Regions from separate parts of the Mus musculus genome. Here region 2 is linked to region 1. The links are chromatin contacts, called in public Hi-C maps. All regions are on one chromosome and are shown on one strand. The core of a region is the stretch at or near the end of the contact, and the rest is flanking DNA. Distances in the headings are between cores, read along the strand shown.

Region 1 (3,155 bases), core at 466-2,965:
AAACGCCAAAAAGAAACAAAAAACCTTCTGTTCTCAAATACTCATCCATGCTGAGCTAATTTCAGACTGTTCTCAATGCCAAAGTTTATTCACACTTGTAAACAAACTGTCAGTCGGGTATAAACTAGTCATTGGCCACCCATGGAGGAAGTTTAATGACCAGTGACTGCCTCAACTGTCAATTCCTTCTCATACTCATTGAAACAAAACAAAGGGAGGGGGAGGGAGGAGAGGGGGGAGGGGAGGTTCAGAACATGAGGAATCGGGATAGCGGAGAGGAAAGGAAAAATGCCAAGCATGTAAACAAGACAATGGTACCAAGAGGATGAATCTGAGCCTGGAGCTGGGGCCTCGGATTATTTGTAAGAAATCAGATAGTCAGCTATTTCAAAGAACAGTAAGTGGGTTTAACCTAACAACCTCCATAACTGTAAGAGATCCTGACACATGCATGAATCATCCACACTACATATAGTTCAAGATCTTCTTGATCTGGGGAGACCAGCTTAAGAAGGGGGTGCAGGATGAAGAGGGGAAACACTGGCTTGGGAAGTACATACTTGGGCTACTAAATTATACTACTGGGTAAAAACTAAATTATTATACAAATGGGCAAATTTAGAAGAAAAGCACTGAATTTTCATGCCAGCTCTTGATTTTCAGATAGAAATTCAGGGAAAACAATTATTTCAGCCACTAGCTGAAAGTCCAAATTTTCCAAAGCAATCATCTATTTTCCCAAAGCAAGGATCAGCTTTGCATTGCTGTGACTAGTAAAACAATGCTATACAGAGTAACTAAAATGACTCTTTAGATAAACCGGGATACACAGAGCTACTAAAGACTGATCCAATAGCAAATACATCTTTACATTCAATAAATACTACAATGGTAGATTTCCTATTATAATGAAGAGATACAGGATGAAATTCAATGCAACACATCAAAAACATGTTATAAAAGTAAAAGCCTTGAACACAGCTGACATCAAGGAGCTCTGTCTGTACCCAGCAAGCATAATGACAGAGCAAATCTCAAGGGACCATTTGGCTACAGTTTTTATCTTACAGTGAAGCATTATATCTCAAACCCCTAGTTTTTCAAAAAGGCAGCCAAGCCATAGAGAGATAACAGAAAGAGAAAATGAAAAGAAAAAAAAAACCTCTCTCAATTCCTTGAGAAATTGGATCTCAAAATTGAGCTGACAATCTTGATGCTTATATAACTATACCTTGCCTTAAGAAAATCCAATATACAGAAATTCAGATTAACTGGACAATTGTTAACTGTTCACATTAAAGGCACTGGTTCTTTAACTAAAAGAATTTATGCTGAATTCCCAAAAGAACATACCTTAAATACAATTTTCAAAAGAGTTGCATATCATGTTAATATGAAATATGCAAGAAAGGCTTCTGTAGAAATACTGTCTCTCTAAACAAAGACTCACTAAACAACCTTCTTACAGCCAACTTTTTAGAGCTACACCAGTAAGAACAGCAAACATAAGAGATAAGAATCTGACTTTTGAACTTAATGAAAAGACTCCAGAAAATCATCTTTGTTAGACTAGAAGACTGCACTGTGAAAAGCCCCTTACCATGTACTCAGAGGATCTTCCAAAACAGAGCCTTGGGGAATGTTACAGCCCACTGCAGAAGGGCCTGCAAAGCCTGCAGAGCTCTGTGAACACACCAGAGTGATGAAGCAGGAAGGCCAGGGCTCAGTTTCTTAGATCATGTTCAGAACAGCAGACTAAATGATGAAAGAGGACCCACACGGCAGACCCTGGCCGTTCTTCTGTTCTTAATGAAGAGTTAAATCGAGTTTGCTTTTAATAAAAGCATGCCCTTTATGGATCAGAGATGCACATCTACATGCATTTACTACCTGCCATTTGGTTGTATAGGCTCAAGCTTCCGGAATCCATGACAAAGATGAAAGTCAACAGTCACTATGACGACTCCTCAGGTAAAACCACGTGAACTGTCTCATTTCCTGTTTTTCTAAATGTGAAACATTTCTAAAAGCTTACTAATCATTACTAGAAATATTTTGTGTTCAATAAAGATATCTACAGCCCCATCTGCTGACCAAGTCCTAAACCTACATGAGAAAGGCCAGAGGGTACTTTTTAAACTCAGCTACTCTTTTTTTTTTTTTTTAAACATCTTTTTCTTTTAATTTTATGTGTATGGGTGTTTTTCCTGTGTGCATGTCTGTCCATCACTTGTGTGCCTTGTACTGAGGAGGCCAGAAGAGGGCTTTGGATCCCCTAGATCTAGAGTATAGACTGTTGTGAGCTAATATATAGGTACTAAAAATCAGACCTGTGTGCTCATAGAGCGGCCAAGGCTCTTGACCACTGAGCCAAGTACACAAAATTTAGAAGCAAAAGAATCCAGCCAACTCCTGTCAATCCAGAAAGGCCTTAAAAATTGTAAATTTATCCTTTCTGATAAAGCAAGGAAATTAGTACCAAAGAAAAACCATTTTGATGCTTTTTAGATATACACATCAATGTGGTATGCTAACGCATGACTAATCAAGAAAGAAAAGAGAAAAAACTAAATAATCTAGGTTAGAGTAGCCTGATTCCTGTATTTTCCTCTCATGAAAACTTTCACTTATCCTGTGGTTAAAGGCAATCTAACTACTATCCTACATGTCAGAAAAGCTGGGTGGGAGAGAAGGCTCATGTGAATTCGATACATTTATTCTAAGCCTACTCTCATTCCCTATTTTAAAACTCAGACACACTCAGTAAGAGAGAGATCTTTGCACTTGAGTTCAGACTAATCTACAAAGTGAGTTCCAGGACAACCAGAGCTATGTAAAGAGATCCTGTCTCAAGGTGTGTGCCTGGGGTAGGGGGCTCTTGCCAACTGTGGCATTGGGTGAGCTAGCCCAAGGCAGGGCTGGAAAGTTTAACCTGGTGGTATGGGTGAAGGAGACCAACTTAGCCACCACCCCGGCCCAGATCCAGAGCTTTGAGTTGACTTGCCCCAACACCCATCTCATCTACAAACAACTGAATGTGTGAAGAAGTCAGTCCTACAGATTCAAAGCTGCAAGATCTCCATGACACAGGGAAACAACAGGATATTTGAGAGCAGTCCTAGTGAGGATCTGGTATTGAGAGTGTAGCAGAAGCC
Region 2 (3,155 bases), core at 223-2,722, 40 kb after region 1:
CACTTATCGAGTCTAAGGATGGCACTGAGCTGACAGGCATCAGTAATTAAATAAGCTACCACCAAGAATTTTTTTCTCAATAACCAAAAAAGAAATTCAAATCTAGAAAGCATATCTTTCTTTGAATAAATCAGGACAGGACAACTAACAAAACTCTTAGTATCACTGCTGGGGGAAATACCCAACCCCAAGGATTTTACCTCAAATCAAGGGCAAAGTAAGATAACAGACCAACGTACCTATACTAAAGGAAGTAACATCTCAGAGTAAGAAAACCAAAGGAAGCATACTTAGGTCCTGTGTCCAGAAATTTATGCAAGAAGGCTTGATATACACTGCAAAAACGTAGCTGTCATAAACATCAAGGTCACACTGTTATTTCATGTGGCCACTGGCCACTGCTCTGCGTCTCCTATGGGCAACACTAATAGAAGGCCTCTACTTACTTTGGTCAGGTTATATTTATATATACTATGCTCAAGTATGTGGCTTAGGTGTCAAAGAGAATTTACAAACACTTGAAAATGTGATCGGCAAAGTAACCAAAACAGCAAGGAAGGTAGCATAATAGAAGATTTCTTAGAAAAGGGAGAAGTATCCTGGAGGCTTATTATCACCAGGTGTACTGCTTAGAGGTAAAAAGGTTTCAGTACCGCTTTGATGGCATACTTTGTAGGCCACAATAAGCAATGTAAAGAAAACCCATCTGAACTTCAAAGAAACTGCCTAGCAATCTACATCCGGGCAAGAGAGTGAGTGGTGTAGAGCTAACGGTCCTCGTCTTCAAGCACAAGAAACATCGAAGAGTTCAAGTTAGATGATAAAACCTCTAAGAACCTGATCAATCGTTCGGTTATGTCTGCTCGCGAAGTGAAATGGCATATTTATGCAACTTTTTGGTAAAACTGGCCCATTATGATGCCTTAAAACTTAGGAAATAGAAGTGTACGGGGAAGAAAAGGAAGTCTTCAGAAAGAGAAACAAAGGCGTGGCGGGGTTTTACCACTTCAGCATCTGCTTACCCCATCTCCGCCCCCCACCCTTCCTCCTTCCCAGAGGCCATACCCCGTCTTTGCGGGATCGAAGGCCACCATCTTCGAAAACTCTGGGCTTCCCACGGGACACAGACAGCCAGGTAGACGCCACTTGAGTACACAGGGAGCCAGAGAGAGTGCGCAGGATTAGGACTGTATCCTTCATCCACCTCGAAGCCTCGTCCCCACCGCCACCCGGACACCTGACATCCCCCGAGCGCCCGAGAAGGATGCCAAGCCAGACAGCTGAGAAGATGGCGTCACCTGTCACAGCAGCAGCACTCGCGTCCGCCTGGAACCAGCCTACGTCGCACTCAATTCGTAGATCCCCCCGCGACGAGGCTCCCGAGGCAGACCCAGAGCAGGAAAAAAAACCGGCCGATTCCCGCACTGACACAACCCGGCGACCCGAACTGGCGCGCCCGTACTTCCGGTAACTGCGGAAGTCCCGCCCTCAGAGATGGTCCTTAAAAAAAAAAAAACAGACCGGAAGCTCCGCCCCATGCCCAACGGCTGCGGAAGTTCTTTCCTGGTCTCCTTCGCTCAGTCCCACAGGCTTGTTCCGCGGGATAGTCTCCTGTTTTGGCTTTCGGCTTTGACGCCGGGTCCTGGAGACCTAAACTATGGCCTAGCAGCGCGCTGAGCCAAGACCCAGCGAGTGACTGCAGAACGAGTATGGCGTCCCCTGGTGGCGCAAGTAGGCTCAGCGCTTTCCCTGTTAGGAGCTTTCCCAAGGTGCTTACAGGCACTGCTAGACCCCAAATTCTGCACCACACACTAACGGTACACGCGATCCTTGCACGAATTGCTCCCCGAGACCCTGTAGCGTCGGTAACAGGGAGAAGCACACACAGCCTCCCGGACCGTGGGTACTTACCACTGCAGGGATTCCGGTGAGGGGTCCACGGTCAGGCAGGTTTTAAGTCCATCTGTCCTAAACACTCGCACAGCCCAAAAACTGGTAAGAAAAATAATCTATTAAAATGCAAAGTCGAGTGTACTATTTAACGTAATCGCTTTCAGAATCTCTCAAATCCAACTGCTTTACAGGCTGATCTGCTAGGAATGGCTCCTCAGGCAGGGCTCAGTGGGAGTCTTGCTAGCTGGCTGCAGGAGAGCCTGGTAGAGATAGAACTATTAATATTTCAGCTTATCTGCAGAAGATGACTCACCCAGTTTCCTTCTGAAATATCTGATCACCATTGGCTAAGAGGGGAAAATAGAATCAGCTGTTCACTGCAAAAGGTGGGACTTGAGCCGCTTTTCCCCGTTAATCAGGGTTGGGAAGACCTACATAGCAGAATGGAGCTGTTACATAAACAGCCTTGTCTCTGCGAGCAACTTGAACTAGATGTTTAAAACTCACCTACAGTAAAAGCATGATAGTATTTTCCTTCTATATGGGTCAACATTCTTCCTATAAGATAAAACTGAAGGTTCAGATTCAAGAAGCAGTAATGCAAGATGTTTGCTGGAGAAGAAATAAATTTATCGTATTTGGAGACTCGAATAACCAAAACATTCTGTACAAGAAATTGTGGGTTACTTGTGTATCAAGTATAATATTCAGGGGGCTGGAGAGATAGCTCAATGGTTAAGAGCTCTGACTGCTCTTAAACTGAGTTCAAACCCCAGCAACCACATGGTGGTTCACAACCATCTGTACAGCTAGAGTGTACTTGTATACATAAAATAAATAAATAAATCTTTTTTTAAAAAAAATATAGTATACAAAGCTTATCACTAGTAACAGTCTATAAATATGAACTGAGAAAAAAAAGATTTGGCTTCTCAGAGAAATCACTGTCAAATTTGGAGGCTGTGATATTTATTTAAGAAAATTTTAACTAGTAACAAAGAATGCATAAGACATTCTGCTGTTAATGATAGCCAGCAGAAAGTACTGTAAAGCATAGTTCCATATCCAAGTAGCATTCCACTAAGTTTGCAACAAAGCAGCCACATTTGGGTGCCACTTAAGATACTTTTAATGGAAGTACATTTTATCTTTGGTATATTTAGAGTTCCACCAAAAAAAAAAAAAAAACAAAGCGTGGTGGTTTTAATAAAATGGCCCCCATAGGCCTAGAGGGAGTGGCATTATTAGGAGATGTTGCCTTG

The links. Hi-C and Micro-C count contacts between places; a contact is called where the count stands out from the background.
Region 2: a Hi-C map of CD8 central memory T cells shows a contact between it and region 1, with 3 times the contacts expected there. The contact joins the promoter of Wdr37 here to the enhancer-like site in region 1. A contact is called at or near these places in 2 of 39 promoter capture datasets (hippocampal neurons and macrophages), 7 of 484 Hi-C or Micro-C datasets (CD4 T cells, CD8 T cells, CD8 central memory T cells and 4 more), 11 of 115 datasets of contacts at active chromatin or transcription factors (the 230-238 cell line, CD8 T cells, the SCID.adh cell line and 4 more) and 3 of 9 other capture datasets (adipose tissue, liver and pancreatic islet).

What each region holds. Positions count from the first base shown.
Region 1 is chr13:8,829,821-8,832,975 of GRCm38.p6, forward strand. The region is part of intron 11 of Wdr37 (WD repeat domain 37); the gene reads right to left. Among named protein-coding and RNA genes, the nearest start is that of Wdr37, 40 kb to the right of the region's middle. Within about 2 kb of position 1,716, at least 33 of the 459 cell types and tissues checked have an H3K27ac peak or open chromatin away from gene starts, as enhancers often do. A contact at or near this core is called in CD8 T cells, CD8 central memory T cells, effector CD8 T cells and 2 more, where this site is marked.
Region 2 is chr13:8,869,572-8,872,726 of GRCm38.p6, forward strand. Wdr37 (WD repeat domain 37) reads right to left here and starts at 1,473. Exons shown (of 14, transcript NM_172445.3): 1 at 1,299-1,473.